Linked DNA regions of Zea mays: regions 2 and 3 are each linked to region 1. Evidence: chromatin contacts called from public Hi-C data. All regions are on one chromosome and are shown on one strand. The core of a region is the stretch at or near the end of the contact, and the rest is flanking DNA. Distances in the headings are between cores, read along the strand shown.

What was found. Hi-C and Micro-C count contacts between places; a contact is called where the count stands out from the background.
Region 2: a Hi-C map of endosperm shows a contact between it and region 1, with 4 times the contacts expected there. The contact joins the promoter of LOC100383807 here to the promoter of LOC100284622 in region 1. A contact is called at or near these places in 5 of 25 Hi-C or Micro-C datasets (endosperm, leaf, root tip and 1 more).
Region 3: a Hi-C map of leaf shows a contact between it and region 1, with 8 times the contacts expected there. The contact joins the promoter of LOC542583 here to the promoter of LOC100284622 in region 1. A contact is called at or near these places in 18 of 25 Hi-C or Micro-C datasets (bundle sheath, ear, endosperm and 5 more).

What each region holds. Positions count from the first base shown.
Region 1 is chr4:87,555,435-87,560,501 of Zm-B73-REFERENCE-NAM-5.0, forward strand. It overlaps LOC100284622, which reads left to right and starts at 2,191. Exons shown (of 6, transcript NM_001157517.1): 1 at 2,191-2,499; 2 at 2,582-2,722; 3 at 3,239-3,379. The coding sequence starts at 2,395.
Region 2 is chr4:87,765,855-87,770,921 of Zm-B73-REFERENCE-NAM-5.0, forward strand. LOC100383807 reads right to left here and starts at 3,168. Exons shown (of 8, transcript NM_001362147.1): 1 at 2,748-3,168; 2 at 581-711; 3 at 68-250. The coding sequence starts at 3,034.
Region 3 is chr4:87,421,189-87,426,255 of Zm-B73-REFERENCE-NAM-5.0, forward strand. LOC542583 (glyceraldehyde-3-phosphate deHaseN1) reads right to left here and starts at 2,623. Exons shown (of 9, transcript NM_001112119.2): 1 at 2,105-2,623; 2 at 1,419-1,612; 3 at 1,197-1,325. The coding sequence starts at 2,255. It overlaps LOC103653482 (a long non-coding RNA gene), which reads left to right and starts at 1,265. Exons shown (of 2, transcript XR_565513.3): 1 at 1,265-1,645.

The DNA.
Region 1 (5,067 bases), core at 941-3,440:
TGCTTGTGTCAGAAGAAGGAGGGCCTGCCCTTTTATAGCTAAAGGGTAGGACCTTATAGAGGTGACCTTTTCTCTACTAGTAAGGGAGTGATCTGTTGCCCATGTTGACATAATGCTGCTGATATGGTTCGTAGGGTCGTGTGTAGCCGTACTCCCGGTATAGCATACTGTCTCGCTCGTTCGTCACACGGGTCCTTGTAGCGAGTCCACCGCTGATATCTTCGTAGTAGTGTGCTATGGGTCCCGCGGGTCAGTCCCACGACGTGGTTGTGCATAGCGTGGCTCACCTGTCGTCACGAGCCCGCATCACTTGTCGTCGTGCGTAGGCATACACCCAGTATGGTGTACCTGTCGCGTCCTTTCCAATATACGGTCCACTGTAGAAACTCTGGTGCTAAGGTCTCTACATGTCCGGGGTTGACTGGCCCCTTAAGGCAATAGGGATACATTCCGGATCATACGCGGGGGTGTACAATCGTGTCGATAGCGACCCCCCGGCATGCTTTCGGTGTGCCAACATATGTCCGGATGTGGCCTGGGGGCGACACGTCTTGTCCTTGCTAATGCGGGTCGACATTACTTGAATGGGACCTCCACCTCGCCGAGTTGCTCGATGGAGACGTAGGGAGTGTTTGGTTGAATATACAAGGAGGGATGGAAGGAGGTGGTCACAGTTTCTATAGTGTTTGGATGAGAGTCACGTGTGGGCGAGGTAAACACCGGAGTAATTTTTGGTGGTAGCATGATCTCAAAAAATCGAGTGGACGGTGTCGGCCCGCCTCATCTTACTTTGACCTCAAACTAAATACATCACTAGTCAGTCGCTCCGCCTCACAAGGTTGCTCAGTAGAGATCTAGTCGGACACTCCGCCTCGCAGAGTTGCTCGGCGAGTATCTAGTCGGTATTCGTACCGTTTCTAAAAAGGTCATGGGCCTATTTCGGGTATCAGCACCCGACAGATACGATCCGCTAGAGCACCTTTGGTTTACCAGGGAAAACGAGAAGCGAATCAGGCTATAAATGAGGTGTTTGGTTTGATGAATCACTCTATCCAAAATGAAGTGGTGCATCATAGGTCCATTCCTCAAATTTGGTGGGATGACTCCATTCTACATATTAGTACTAAACAACTAACTATGAGGAATGAGGTGGTGATGGATTAACTCACTCTATTCCACAAACCAAACAAAAAAGTGAGGAGTGAAAAAATGATGGACTATATCATTTCTCAAACCAAACACTCCAAGTTTGTCGAGTGGTCTGGACTCTGGTGGATTGGCCGGAGTGATCGGACGCTTCATCTACCGAACTAGTACGAAATTTTGGGTGCAACTGTCGGGCTGGTGCCCGTGGCTTTTGGCACGTACACTACACGTCTTCACCCGCTGGATAGTGTGAAATGTGATCCGCCAGGGTTGACTGACAGACAGACATGTCGGACAATTGTTTTTTTAAACAATGTCGGACAACTGTTGGAGGCAGCCGCGGTCATGGAACAGAATGCCACCGGTTTTTGTCCTACGGCTGGCCCTGTCATCCTGATCTTGTGTGTTTGATCTTGTTGTGTCCTTGCCTGCCAAATTGCTGTGCTAAACCTGCGGCAGAGACAACCAGTGTGCCGCCCCTGGCCCTGGCTATGCGGATTCTTGGGAGCCACGGTATTTGCACGATTCCCTCTGCCCTCTTTGCATACCAAAAAATCTAGTACTCCAGTAGTAGTACATTGTGTGTCCTGCACTTGACCAATCTCGCTGCAGCACTTTTAACGTGTACTACTACTGATTAACTTTTGATGAGCGTTACAACAACCATGGCACAACCTGGTTTGCGCACACTACTACCATGGCCCCTCTCGCCCCCAGTCCATACCAACCAGCCCAATCCAATTCGGCCTGCAATGGTGGTGACACACAGGGGATAGGAGACCAAGACGATTTGCCTTCTGGCCCAACAGCCCAAAAGTTCACGGCCCGTTAGTTCAACGGTCTCCCTCGCAACAAATCTACACCGCACATCCTGCATCCTACGGCGCAGCCTCACATTCGTGACGCGTTGGGGACACGCGGCATCTCCCCGTTCGCTAGCTACACGTGGAGGTGGAGCCAGGGACCCGGGCCCTCTCCAACTCCAAGTCTTGCGCGGAAGCAACGGCCTGTCATGTACCTCGCCCGAAATCGCCGAGAGCCTCCCCTCAGTTTACGCCGCACGAACCGACGCACTAGACCGACCCGCGAATCCCCCGCGCGCGCGCCGTGCGGTCACCGTCCGAGGCCACGGCACCGCCGGCCCCCGCCCCCGCCCCGGCCGCCAAGAGCAAAGGCAAGGCCGACGCTTCCTCCTCGTCGTCCTCCTCCTCCACTCCACCGAGGTCGCGCCGCGCGCTTGCCGTCGTGATGGCCGCGTCGCTGCTCGTGCTCGCCGTGGCGTTCTTGGTTGGCTCTGGCTCCGGGGGGATCGATGGGGGCGCAGCGGCTCCCGTCGAGGTGGAGGGCACCGAGGTGCGCATCTGGACCAGGACCTTAAGATCTACGGTGGAGGGTTATGGGTTTGGGTGCGATTCTGATCTAGATCTGCTTGCAGGTGGCCTACGGTAGTGTGATCAAGCTGATGCACGAGAAGACGAAGCACCGTCTGCACTCGCACGATGTGCCCTACGGCTCAGGCAGCGGTCAGCAGTCTGTCACCGGGTTTCCTGAAGGCGATGACTCAAATAGCTACTGGGTGCGTGTCCTTCTCATGATCTGACCCTTACCGGTTCATAAAATAAATGTGTCCTGTTTACTCGTTATTATTTTAGAGTTCAGATGGTAGCATTGAATTGAGTTTAGTGTTCAGTGCATTCTTGTTCAGAACGCAGTACTTTGATCAGTTTGTTTGAATTTAGCGTGCAAACATTGCTATTGTTTGTCAAGAGAGAGCTAATATATATTGGGATGAGCAAGAACATAGGATTTCTCTGAAAAATATGTAATGGCAGGTCAGCAGTACTGGTAGTTCTTTGATGAAACAAGTAAACATGCGCAGAAAAAAGTTCTTATTGCGAATAAGACAACAACAACAACAAAGCCTTTTAGTCCCAAGCAACTTGGGTCTTATTGCGAATCTGATTTTTTTTAAATTTTCTGATTCGCTACAGCAGTGATAGTTTGGTCCATATATAATTTTCAATTCAAATAGCCAGCTAACCAATGAGCCGGCGTTCAATGTTTCTTAAGATCTAGGTCTGATTGAATGCAGATCATAAGGCCCACTCCAGATTCATCGTCTAAGCAAGGTGATGCCATCGAAACTGGTGGCATCATCAGGTTGCAACACATGAGGACACGGAGGTGGTTGCACAGTCACCTGCACGCTTCACCGTTGTCTGGTAACCTTGAGGTTAGTTTGATATCAATCTCCCATGTTGTAACATCAATTAACAATTAAAATCCTGTATATTATTTGAACAATTGAAGTTAGATTGTAAGATAAAAATTTTCTTTCTCCATTTCAAACTATATGTTGTATTATCTTCTGTAGATACATAGTTTTGACAATTTATTTAGACATAGCATATATCTAGCTGCATAGCAAAAGTTGTGTACCTAGAAAAGGAAAAACGACCTACCTGATGCAGTGGAAAAACGACCTACGATATTCTCTTGAAATTGCCGTGGACCTTTTAATGTCTCTGACTACATGATGCAGTTTTGTGTCAAATCATGTCAAATTAGGATCAAGCATGAAATCTTGAAATATTATTAGATGGAATGTTTATGTCCTTCACTATCCAGGTCCAGGTTCACACATGTAGCAACTTGGTCTGTAATATACTTTTCTGGATAAACAAGGATATGATAGTGCACGTATATAATAGGATAGTCCCATACCACCTCTTATATTTCAATTAAAATGAAGCTGTTACATTTTTGCTGTGATATAGTGATGTCATTTTCAAGAAGGAAATTCAAGGCATATGTACCAATTTGCATTTCTATAGATGCACAGAAAAGATGTATTTTGGTCTAGAACAAAGCCAAATGATCCCCACTATCAATTTACTCCATATTCTTCGCTGAAAGCATCCCATGTATATTATGTCTTTAGCGCAGACAGTCAGACACTTGGACAATTTGACTTTTCACTTCAACCGAGAAAAAAGGCATATATGTTGGTCTGTTACCCTGTTTATTGTTTCACTGAACACGGTGACCGACCCGTACCAATCCATGAACGATTAGATCCACTATCTTATACACGGGTTGGGTTAGGTTTCTGTCAAAACTGGCTTTGTGACTGTAGCTCTAACGGACGAGCTGCTTCAGATAGTGCAATGAGGCTACAGAGGTGAAGACCCATACATGGAAGGAGACGAGGTCGGACTTGCCGTGGCGTAGGGGTTGCCCGTGTAGTCAGCAGCACCATCAGGGAGCCTGGGCTCGTCAGAGGAGGACCACCACACTAGGGCCAGGATGGTGGCGAGGGTGAAGAGTGACTTCACGTTTATGACACCGTCCAGCATAGTGATGTGGATGCTAGTGCCCCCATCCCCGCTGCCTCGACTCGTGTTGTCATCATCCTCTATGCAGAACCTGTTAAAACTATTGAACCAACTCAAGCCAGCGGTTGCGGTGCAGAACCTGATTTAGGCTCCCGTCCGTAGACAACTTTGAATGGAGAACATTTCAGTGCCGATTGATATGATGAATTATAGCAAAATTCTGCCCATGGTAACCATTTCAGCCATGATTTAGGACGGTCCCCAGCTAGACAGCGCAGATACATGGTGATTATTCTGTTAACAACTTCTGACTGACCATCGGTTTGTGGGTGGAATGCTGAGCTCATTTGTAACTTCACTCCAGCCATGGTAAATAGTTCAGTCCAGAACTGGCTAGTGAAAATTGTGTCCCGATCATTGACTATCGAGCATGGCAAACCATGAAGTTTGACAATTTCGTCAAAGAAGGCCTTTGCCACTGATGCTGCTGAATATGGATGACCTAAAGTAATAAAATGACCATACTTAGAGAACCAATCCACCACTGTTAGAACTACTGACTTGCCACCAACCTTTGGAAATCCTT
Region 2 (5,067 bases), core at 1,918-4,417, 210 kb after region 1:
GAGCCATCAAAGTGAAATGCAAGGGCGGTGAGCTGTAAGCATTTGTCAAAACTCAAAGTATTACTACCATCATGTTTTTTACTTGGGTCAGCATATCTTTTTCGCCAGTTCACTATCCTAGACTTTATTCTATTCATGAAAACTGAGTCAGCAACTGATGTGTTTGGTGATGACAACAATTGGTGAGGACGAGGAGTAAAGATCTTTTCCCTTGCTAAGGATTCTTGAACCCTTGATAGATAAGAAATACCTGCCAATATAATCAACCAAAAATTATTCCTTTGTATATCAAACAACCTTACTACTACCTCAGTTTGTTTTTATAAGGCATATTTGAAATTGGAGAATCTCTAGAATATAAGTGTACTTGTCTTTGACCACCAATTATTCTTACAATAAATCACCAATTGCTACAAAAGACCTTATTAACAGATATTTGAATCTAGTGATACAATTTTTATCTAAAAACCATGTGTATATTTTGAATAATTGTTGCTCAAACTTTATGAAGTTTGACTTTATTGAATCCTTAATACGAACAGAAGGTGTAGTTGTTTTGGCACCATATCTTACTACTCACCATCATATATGCACATATTGAAATCAAAACCATCATTAGCTATAGTTGATAAATAACATGGTTGACAAGAGAAACTGTATGAAGGCATTCCGAGCTGTAGTTCATCTCTAGGAAATAAGTGAAAATTGTACCTGCATAACCAAAGCACCCACAGGCACACAGAATCAGTGATGACAAAATAAAAATGATAAGGCTGAAGTAAGAAAATATACATCAATGTTATCAAGTGAAAAGGTCGATTGGTCATCTGTTCATCAAACTATAAGAAACCATATGAAGAAGGAAAATATGATTGTACCAAAAAATATGATTGGTCATCCTGGAATCTGTTCTCAGGAAACAAGGAAAATATGATTGTACGAAAAAATAGCAAAGGACACAATCTAGTGGCCTCAAGTCAACTCCCATGCATAGCAGTTTCTCACATAGCAAATCTAGCTAAACCTCTTCAGACATAATATGGATGTACTACCTCCAGTCAAAAATACTATACACATTTGACTTTGCACAGCATTTGATGTGTATCTTTGACCACTACGTTCTTTAAGAAAACGTTTTCAAAATCCTTCAAATTCTAAGAGACTTGCAAGTATTTTGAGTATCGTTGGGACGAAGGCCGAACTAGATCTCGATCATCCCACTCTAACCGCACACTAACCTTGTCTATGAATGCACGACATCAACACAATATGGACAAGTCCAAGAACAAGGACTTCGCCGTGTATGCGAAGTCCCCCTCCTATGGCGCGATGGGTCAGCTGATCCCAGTCGGGGTCTGCGGGCAACGAAGGCACGAAGGGTCCACTGATCCTAGTCAGGGTCTGTGGGCAATGAAGGCTAGATCCACAGTTGGGGCTTCGGGCTCAAGAGATCGAAGACCTCGAGGGCTTCGCCCCTAACATGTCTTTCCTCTGATGCGGTCTGCGGAGACCGAGGTGAGGACCCGGATGAAACGAAAGGTAATCGTCTACCCTCGGCATCAAATCAGAGGACGGGCTGACGGAGCGACCTCTAAGACGAAGGCCTCCAAGACTTGGGACTAGAAGGCTAAGATGGGTAGCGGAGGCTTGGTGGGTCCTCTGCATGCAAGGCAGGCCCACCCGTCAGTCACACCCGTGGGTACAACACTTGCTGTAACTAGATCTAGGCTACTATTATTTCATAATTACCCCGTTGTATAGTATATTCCAAGGATGTAGTAGGTAACTAAGGGTACAAATGTACTTTAGGCACTAGCCCCATAGTTACCCTAGAAATACCCTGTCCAGCTCTCGGATGGGACACACTTGACAAGACATTGAGCACCCCCACTTTCCGTTTTGTTGAGCACTGTTCTCTCACCTGCTTGAGTGCTTGGGTCCACGTGTCAGAACCCAACAAGTATGAATTTACACATTTAACCCAGAGGTTTCAAAACTAAAATGTAATAGTAATTGATGTTTTGTAGTTTTTAAGTTTTGCCCAAATTAGGGATGAAAGTGGTAATCCGAATTGTTAGAACAAATTTAATATTTTAAAATAGATATATATAAAATTTGATGTTAATCTTTTCTTATGTTATCAAGCACATTATTAAAAATATGAACAAAATTTTGCATAAATTGTTTTATGCATTATTTTCCCCATACAACAAAAACGGTGAAAAAATAACCAAATTTGTATTCGAATCCATACCAAATTTTATATCTATCATTTGAGAGAAATATATGATAAATTTGTGGTTTAATTTTTATGAATCTTTACAAGCTCAATGATAAAAACAATAATATGAATTTACATAGTTGATTCTATATTCTATTTATTCACAATTAAAGAAAAAAGACAAAAAAATTGATATCCGAATAATTACCGTTTTCATCCCTAGCCCAAACCTTGTCCTAAACAGTTTTTTGTGACCAGAGAGTATTCGTTAACTGCTACAGACCAACTAAACTTCAGAAAATGTCGATGTTACAATATTCATGTTTCATAGTTTCATACTACAATCTGAAAAAGCAGCAGCATCCATATATGGATACAAAAGGTGTTTGACGAAATTCCTCAAGCTGAGCCTGCAACAATAGGTTTATGCACCACACGTCCACAAACATTGCCCAAACAAATAGCAAAACCACCTTGCCAATTGTTAATGTTTCATGTGGACGACGAGTGAGAGAGAAATCCTTACGGGTAGGCGACGAGGGTAGACGGGTAAGAGTTGCGCTGCCTGAAGGGGCAGACGGCGATCTGGAGTGGCTGAAAGGACTCTGCGGCGAGCTTGGCCTTGAGATACGCCGTTTCCGCAGTGTCCACCGGCAACGCGCGGCGCCATCCCGTCGGGGCACCGGTCTTCTGCGCCGCCACGGCCACGTAGTCGCATGCCTCCAGGTGGGCCCTCAGCTCCAGCACGGCCTCCGCAAAGTTCTGCCTCGTCACCTGCTTCGCCGACGCCGCCGCGGCGCGCGGGGCAGCCATGGGACCAATGGCGGAACCAGACGCTGAGCACAACCAAGGATAAACGGTTATGGAAAGCGGGGTGATCCACCGGTTGAAAGGAACCGATGGCAGCGACGGCGGCGCGCGGTGAGGGAGGAGGCGCACGATCGGCGTTGCGTTCGGAGTCGCCGAGCCGAATGCCAGTCAGTGGTGTAGCGGGCCGCACAAAGTTGGGCCGCTTTTCTCTCTATTGAGAGCAGAAGAGTTGGGCTGCTTTTCTCTCTACTAGAGAACATAAGAAGAGTTGGGCTGTAGCCTAACGTAAATTTCAGGGCCGTCCTCCTAAGTCCCTCGCTAAAATTCAGGAAATTTAACTGGTTATTATTTTTAAAAAACGCTACCTCTCCGATTATAACTCCTACCGTTACCCTTAGCCGTTTGATCCTTGGAATTGAATTATATTCTAATAATAATAATTAAGACAAAAAAACATTTAAGCTAATATGAATTCTTTTGAAATATATTTATATACTATTATTAGCAATATGTGAGAGATATTTATTTGCTATATTTTTACTATAGAGGAGTGAGCCGAAGAGTGTTTTATAAATTGCAGAGTAGAAACATATTCCGTTGATATATAAATGATCAATCATTTCTCATACTACACCCCATAAATTAAAGATAAGTTTATATCTGAGCTTTAGAAAGTGATGGAATGTTAAATTCCAAGCCAAAATGCCAAATAGACTACTTTATTAAGTAAACTTTAATTCCTACAAAATGAATAAATCCAAACGGCTTATTATATTATTTGTTGGGGGCCTTCCTCTTCCGAAGGTTCTCAAAAACACGACTAACCATTTGCTTTCAGCGTACTACTGAATATTACAGAAGTTTCATCATCAGAAAAGCTTCGGAATAACACAAGAGGAGCGAAATAAACTTCGTCTGACAAGCTTCGTCACGGTGAAACAGGTAGACAACGTGGCTTCGGTATAACGAAAGAGAAGTATAACGAAGCACGCTTCATCAAGCAAGCTTCGTCACGACGAAGCAATGAGACAATGCAAGGAGGTGTTGCTCAAGTTATTAAATACAAATGGTGATGTTACCTTGTGATATTTTGTAAACTCTGTATGTAATCGTTGAGGGCATAAATGTAATAGCGTATGAACCATTGTGGTTGCCTATAAATAGATGAACAGTACCCCGTACTGTTCACGCTGGATTGTAATTGCTCTCGCATTGGCACCTTCAAACAAGCCGAAAGTATCAACATAATATAAATTTTTGTTAATGTTCATATGTATATCATAAAATAAATATATGAATGAATGAATGAACAACATATATTGTCTCTATGAACTATTATTCTTATGAATGATGAAGGTGTGTCCTTCATGACCTTCATCCAAAGATCGTTATATTCGAAAGGAGATAATGTTTCGAAGGACGAAGGTTCTTAATCTTTAACAATTGTGTTGCCTTGTTCTTGATTCACAACATTTGAGAACAAGTGACCAACATTATTGTTACATTAGAAAAGTTTAAATAAATAATCTATTTTTTGTACATGTGGTACGCCACACGCTAGCCACGTTAGAGTTCAATCAACATGGACATGGTAAATGTCTGTCACACCCGGTTTTGAAAGGCAAACCGAATGCGAACCATGTACGTGCCAAGATCAGAAACTCGCGTACACAACGATTACATAATTGGACATCATCACACAATGCTCAAAGTAAATAGCGGAAAGATACTTTATTACAATAAGATGTCCGAGACATCCACAGAGTCTAATACATAGCCATAGTCTTCAACATTAATATCAAAGTGCGGAAATACGAAACGTAGAGGATAAGCCTACACAGGTAGCTGACTGGGGGTTTGCCACTAAGAAAAACTAGAACTCATCGTAGTCCTGGAGCTCCTCAAAGTCCTCCATGTTGCCAGCATCTCCTCCTGAGCACTGAATACAGTGGGGACACCCTGAGGTGGGGGTGGTTTGTAAAGCAAGGGTGAGTACACATCAACGTTGAGAGCACCTAGAGGGGGATGAATAGGTG
Region 3 (5,067 bases), core at 1,373-3,872, 130 kb before region 1:
TGCAGTTTTGGCTATACTGTGGTATTCAAAACAGTCTTTTATAAAGTTCAACCAAACACCTTTTGTTCCATTCCAAAATACTACAGTATTCTCAAATACCATAGTATCGTATTGAAATTGTAAATAAACCTTGCTACCAAAGAGATAACAGACCCTAACTGGTTTATTTACTTCCGCGGGACTAGCAAATATATACAACAATACAATGCTATTGAATGATCATATCCAAGACAAGATTTTGCAAATTAGCAGCAACCAACCATTTTTCAGAATTCACCAGAATCCTAGCTTGAGGCATAACACTAAGGGTGTGTTTGGTTTGACTTTTGGCTTTAGCTTCTGCCCCCTAAAAGCCAAAAGTCAAGCCAAAGGACAAGATACAGAAAGCAGCATTTTCTAAAAGCCGACTTTCTCGTAGTGCAAAACTAAAAGCACATCTAGACCTGCTTTTAGCAGCTTTCAGATGGAACTGTGAAAATATATATATTCAGCGGCTTTTAGTGGTTTCCATCGAACAGTTTTTAGTTTTTTAGCAGTTCACAGTCACAACAGTTTTTTTCACAACTCACAGCCCACGACAGCTTTTTTCGCAGCCACAGCCCAACCAACAGACCCTAAGCCTCGCTGGTTGGATGCTATGCTTTCTTCGAGTTATGGTTGCACCTGGCCAATTCCAGCCAATTTGGCATAGGAACAGTCGAGTCAGGCAGATCCATGCCCTTGTTGAGTTTGATCCAGACACAATATCATTAGCGCATGAAAAATACAATGGACAACTGAGCAATAGTTTATACTAGGACAGAATCATAGAAATACGCAACCTGAGCAGTCACAGCATGGCAATGACATCAGAAAAGAAAAGGCAAAACAAAGCAAAAGGAAACAGCAAGACATGCCAACAGCATAAATGGTCCATACTCCTCTGCATGTCAAAAAAAAAAAACTGAGAGATAAGGAGCTGCCTATTTTATGGCCTATCCTTATAGATGAATTTTAAACTTAATTGCCCATCCTCCAACTTCTATCATTTCATCCTCCATTAGTCAGGATGGAGTGGTCCATCAATTAATGTCGTAGACGTTCAACTAGCTTATTTCTATCAGCATTTCTGGATAAGTTACGATACACAAACAATGTTGCAGTGAAAAATCAGTGGAGCATATACAGCAAACACGAGTACTGCAACGTAGATATACCTTGGAGCTCAGACAGTACTTGTTTCGTTCATTACCAGGGAAGCTATCCGAAACAAGCAGCTTGCCCTCCCCGAGTATCCGCACACCCTCCTCAGCTGTGTACGACACCAAATCCCCAGACCGGACAACCTATGAAAACGCAACAAGACATTTTGTCCGTTAAGCCCAACTGAAGAACCAAAGCAAAACACTCTAACAGGAATGACTTCAGCTGCTAGTGACCTCAGAAACGGCATCCTTGGCCGGCTTGGCTATCTCCTTGACAAGGCACTCGGCGATGGGGGCCTTGTGCTCCTTGAGGATCGCGGCCGCCTTGTGGAGGAGCTCCGCACGCTTCCACAGCGGCGTCCGGGCCCATGCCTTCTGCGCGACCTTGGCCGCGTCCATCGCCTTGTTCACCTCCTCCTGCGTGCATGCTGGACACACAGGGGATCCGGACCGTCAGAAAAGTAAGTCGTTCCCCTTTTGCAGTCCACTGCAAGCACTGAATCTATCACTAGCAAAAGGCCTACGGACTTCGATCACTTCGACTTCGAGAGATGGTTAGTTGGAGAAATATTCTTGGAGAGTGGTTAAATTTGGGCTAGTGAAATTATAAGCATCAAAAGCGAGACTATTTGGGGGCGCTAGTCAAGAGGCATTGTCAGGGACGGTCAGCATAATTAAGGAAAGTGATAGCGCAGGTAGGCATTAATTGGTGGCACTTCTAAGTTTTTACCTTAACACCACAATTACACCACAATCCACCTTTAACACACGTGGATTGTGATCGAGTACTCAAACAAAGTAATAAGCGTATTTTTCCCCCGGACAAGGGGACAGCACTAGCAGTCGCTCCCGAGGCCCTTGGTGCCCATAGGGGCGCACGCTAAGGAAGGGAGAACAGAGGCAGAGGCGAGAGCCCGCACCTTGCACCCTGTACTGCGTCTTGCGGGTGGTGGGGTTGACGATGGCGACGGACTTGCCGGAGGCGGAGCTGCGCCACTCCCCGTCGGCGTAGTACCTGTACACCTCGCTGTCCAGGATCTCCGCGAACACCCCCGTCCCCGCCAGCGCCATGGCTACCGACACCGACGGAGCGAGCGCGCGGACGTGTGGTGCAAAGCCGATCGACGGACAGTGCAGCCGTACAGGTGGTACAGCCGCAGTGGGTAGTGGCCGTGAGGGCTGCTGAGGGAGGTGGAGTGGTTAGGGGGTGTGATGGGTGCGCGAGTGGCGGAGCGGAGGCCGGGGCCGGGGTTAAATAAGAGAGCGGCGCGTGGCTGGGGAGCGGACCCACCGAGGCCGGGTGAAGGGAGACGGAGGGAGGAGGAAGACGACGGAAACGGACGAGGTTTTCGTCTGCACCCTGCGGGTTTTTTACTCACGCTGCTTCTTCTGCGAGGCGAGGCGAGGCTTCAGCAGACTCGATCGGCCCCGCGATCGGTGTGGGTGGGACTGCGGGAGTTGGGTGACAAGTACCGGACCGGAGTAGGCTGCCGCGGACCAGACTCGATCGGCCCCGCGATCGGTGTGGGTGGGACTGCGGGAGTTGGGTGACAAGTACCGGACCGGAGTAGGCTGCCGCGGACCACGGGCACTGTGTGGCTGGCGTTCCCAGCAGCGCTAGAGGTGACGCGGCACACTTGGGCGAGTAGGGCTCTCCTCGGCGGCTTTGCAGCGTCAGACTATCACGCCAACGGTACCGCCTGCCGGCAAAGCTGTCCCATTTTTTTTTATTCGAGTGTGTACAGCGACATCTACTTGCTCCAGTGTTTTCGGAGATGATTGGAGAAAATATAATAATAGAGCTGTAAACATGTTAAATACTGAGACGGAAGTAAGAAGAGGAGAAACGAGAAGCTAACCGTAAACGTCGTTTTAGACATAACCAGTGACATATTTAAGATTTAATAAAGATCTATACCAGTTTTACTATGACAATAGATAATTATAACTAGTACAATACTCGTTGCGACGGCGTATAATCATATTTAATATTCATAAAAATAAATTTAATATTAAAGTGTAATATCCACATATCAGATATTAAACCGACAAAAACACCTTATCTTAGCCAAAAGTACGATAAAAGTACGAGTTGAAAAGGAGGCCGATCCATTTTCTTATTGCACACAGGGTCGCTCTTACTCCTTCAGCTAGTAAGGTGGTACTATATGGGAGCGTTACGCTCCATGTGGCTTCCTGACGTGTTAGGTGTTGGTGCCGATACGGGCGCCAGACACTGGAACTGACCGCCTAGCGGTGCTCTATGCGGAGGCGCGGACGGTCCGCAGCACAGGGCCGGACGGTCCGTAACCTAGCGCGGGAGCGACTCCTCCTCTGCGTACGTCTGGACGGTCCGCGCCTGTGGCTCGGACGTTCCGCGATGGCGCAAAGGGTCTTCTTTACAGCAGACCTAGATCTTGCCTTCCGGGAGGAACCCCGTCGGGGTGGAGAGATTCTAAAAGTCGCCTAGAGGGGTGAATAGGCGAAACCTGAAATTTATAACTTTAAACACACACTACAAGCCGAGGTTAGCGTTAGAATTAAATTCAAGTCCAAAAGAATATCTCTCTTGCTAGGAGTTGCTCACGGATTGCGGATAACGTATGGGAGCCAACTCAAATTCACACTAGCAAGGAAACGCTAAAGAGGGGAAAACAAATCAAATAAGAATCAAGACGAGTGAACACGATGATTTGTTTTACCGAGGTTCGGTTCCAAAGAACCTAGTCCCTGTTGAGGAGGTCACAAAGACCGGGTCTATTTCAACCATTTCCCTCTCTCAAACAGTCACCTAGATCGAGTGAGTCTTTCCCTTAATCACACGGGTCACTAAGACCCCGCAAGTACCACCACACTCTTAGGTCTCTCTTGCTTTGCTTACAAGCACTTAGAAAAGAAGTGAGGAAGGAAGAAAGGCAATCCAAGCAACAAGAGCGCAAATGAACACGAACACACTCTCTCTCAAGTCACTAAGTGGTTGAGATGAATTCGAGACTTGGAGAGGGTTTAATCTTTGGAAATATGTCTTGGAGTGAATGCTCTAGCTCTTGTATTGCATGTGATCTTCAGAAAAACTTGGATGCCAAAGATTGTGGTGGTTGGGGGGTATTTATAGCCCCCAACCACCTTGTAGCTGTTGGCCAAGGCTACTGGCGATGGGCGCACCGGACAGTTCGGTGCGCCATCGGACAGCACTGTGCACTGTCCGGTGTGCGCCACATCAGCGCAACCGTTAGGGTTCTGAGAAGTTGATCGTTGGGGACGTTTGTCTTCTAGCTGCACCGGTTAGTCCGGTGCCACACCGGACAGTCCGGTGCGCTCTGACTTCTGCGCTTCTGACTCTGTCATGGCACTGTTCATCACTGTAGCACTTTGCAGAGTCGACCGTTGGCGCAGGGAGTCGTTGCTCCGCTAGCTCACCGGACAGTCTGGTGAATTATAGCGGAGCGCGTCTCCAAATTTCCGAGAGTGGCTGGTTGACATCTGTACGGCCTTGGTGCACCGAACACTGTCCGGTGGCACACCGAACAGTCCGGTACGCCATTTTTCAGTACACTCAAGTCCCTTTTGCTCCAATAAAATTGTGTCCCTAACTGATTTCTTTCTTAGTTTGTGTTGAACCTTATGCACCCGTAATACATGAATTCTAGACAAACTAGTTAGTCCACATGTTTGCGTTGGTCGTCAACCACCAAAATTAATTATAGGAAATGGTTAACCCAATTTACCTTTCAGATTCTAGGGTGTGTCTTGGCGTCGGCAGACCACCCAAGACGCCTCTAGTCGACGTAGAGTCGAAGAGAGGTGAAGATTTAAGGTAGAGGGAGACTAAACTATGGCTAAACTAGAACTACTCCTAATGCATAAGGTAAAAACGATAAGT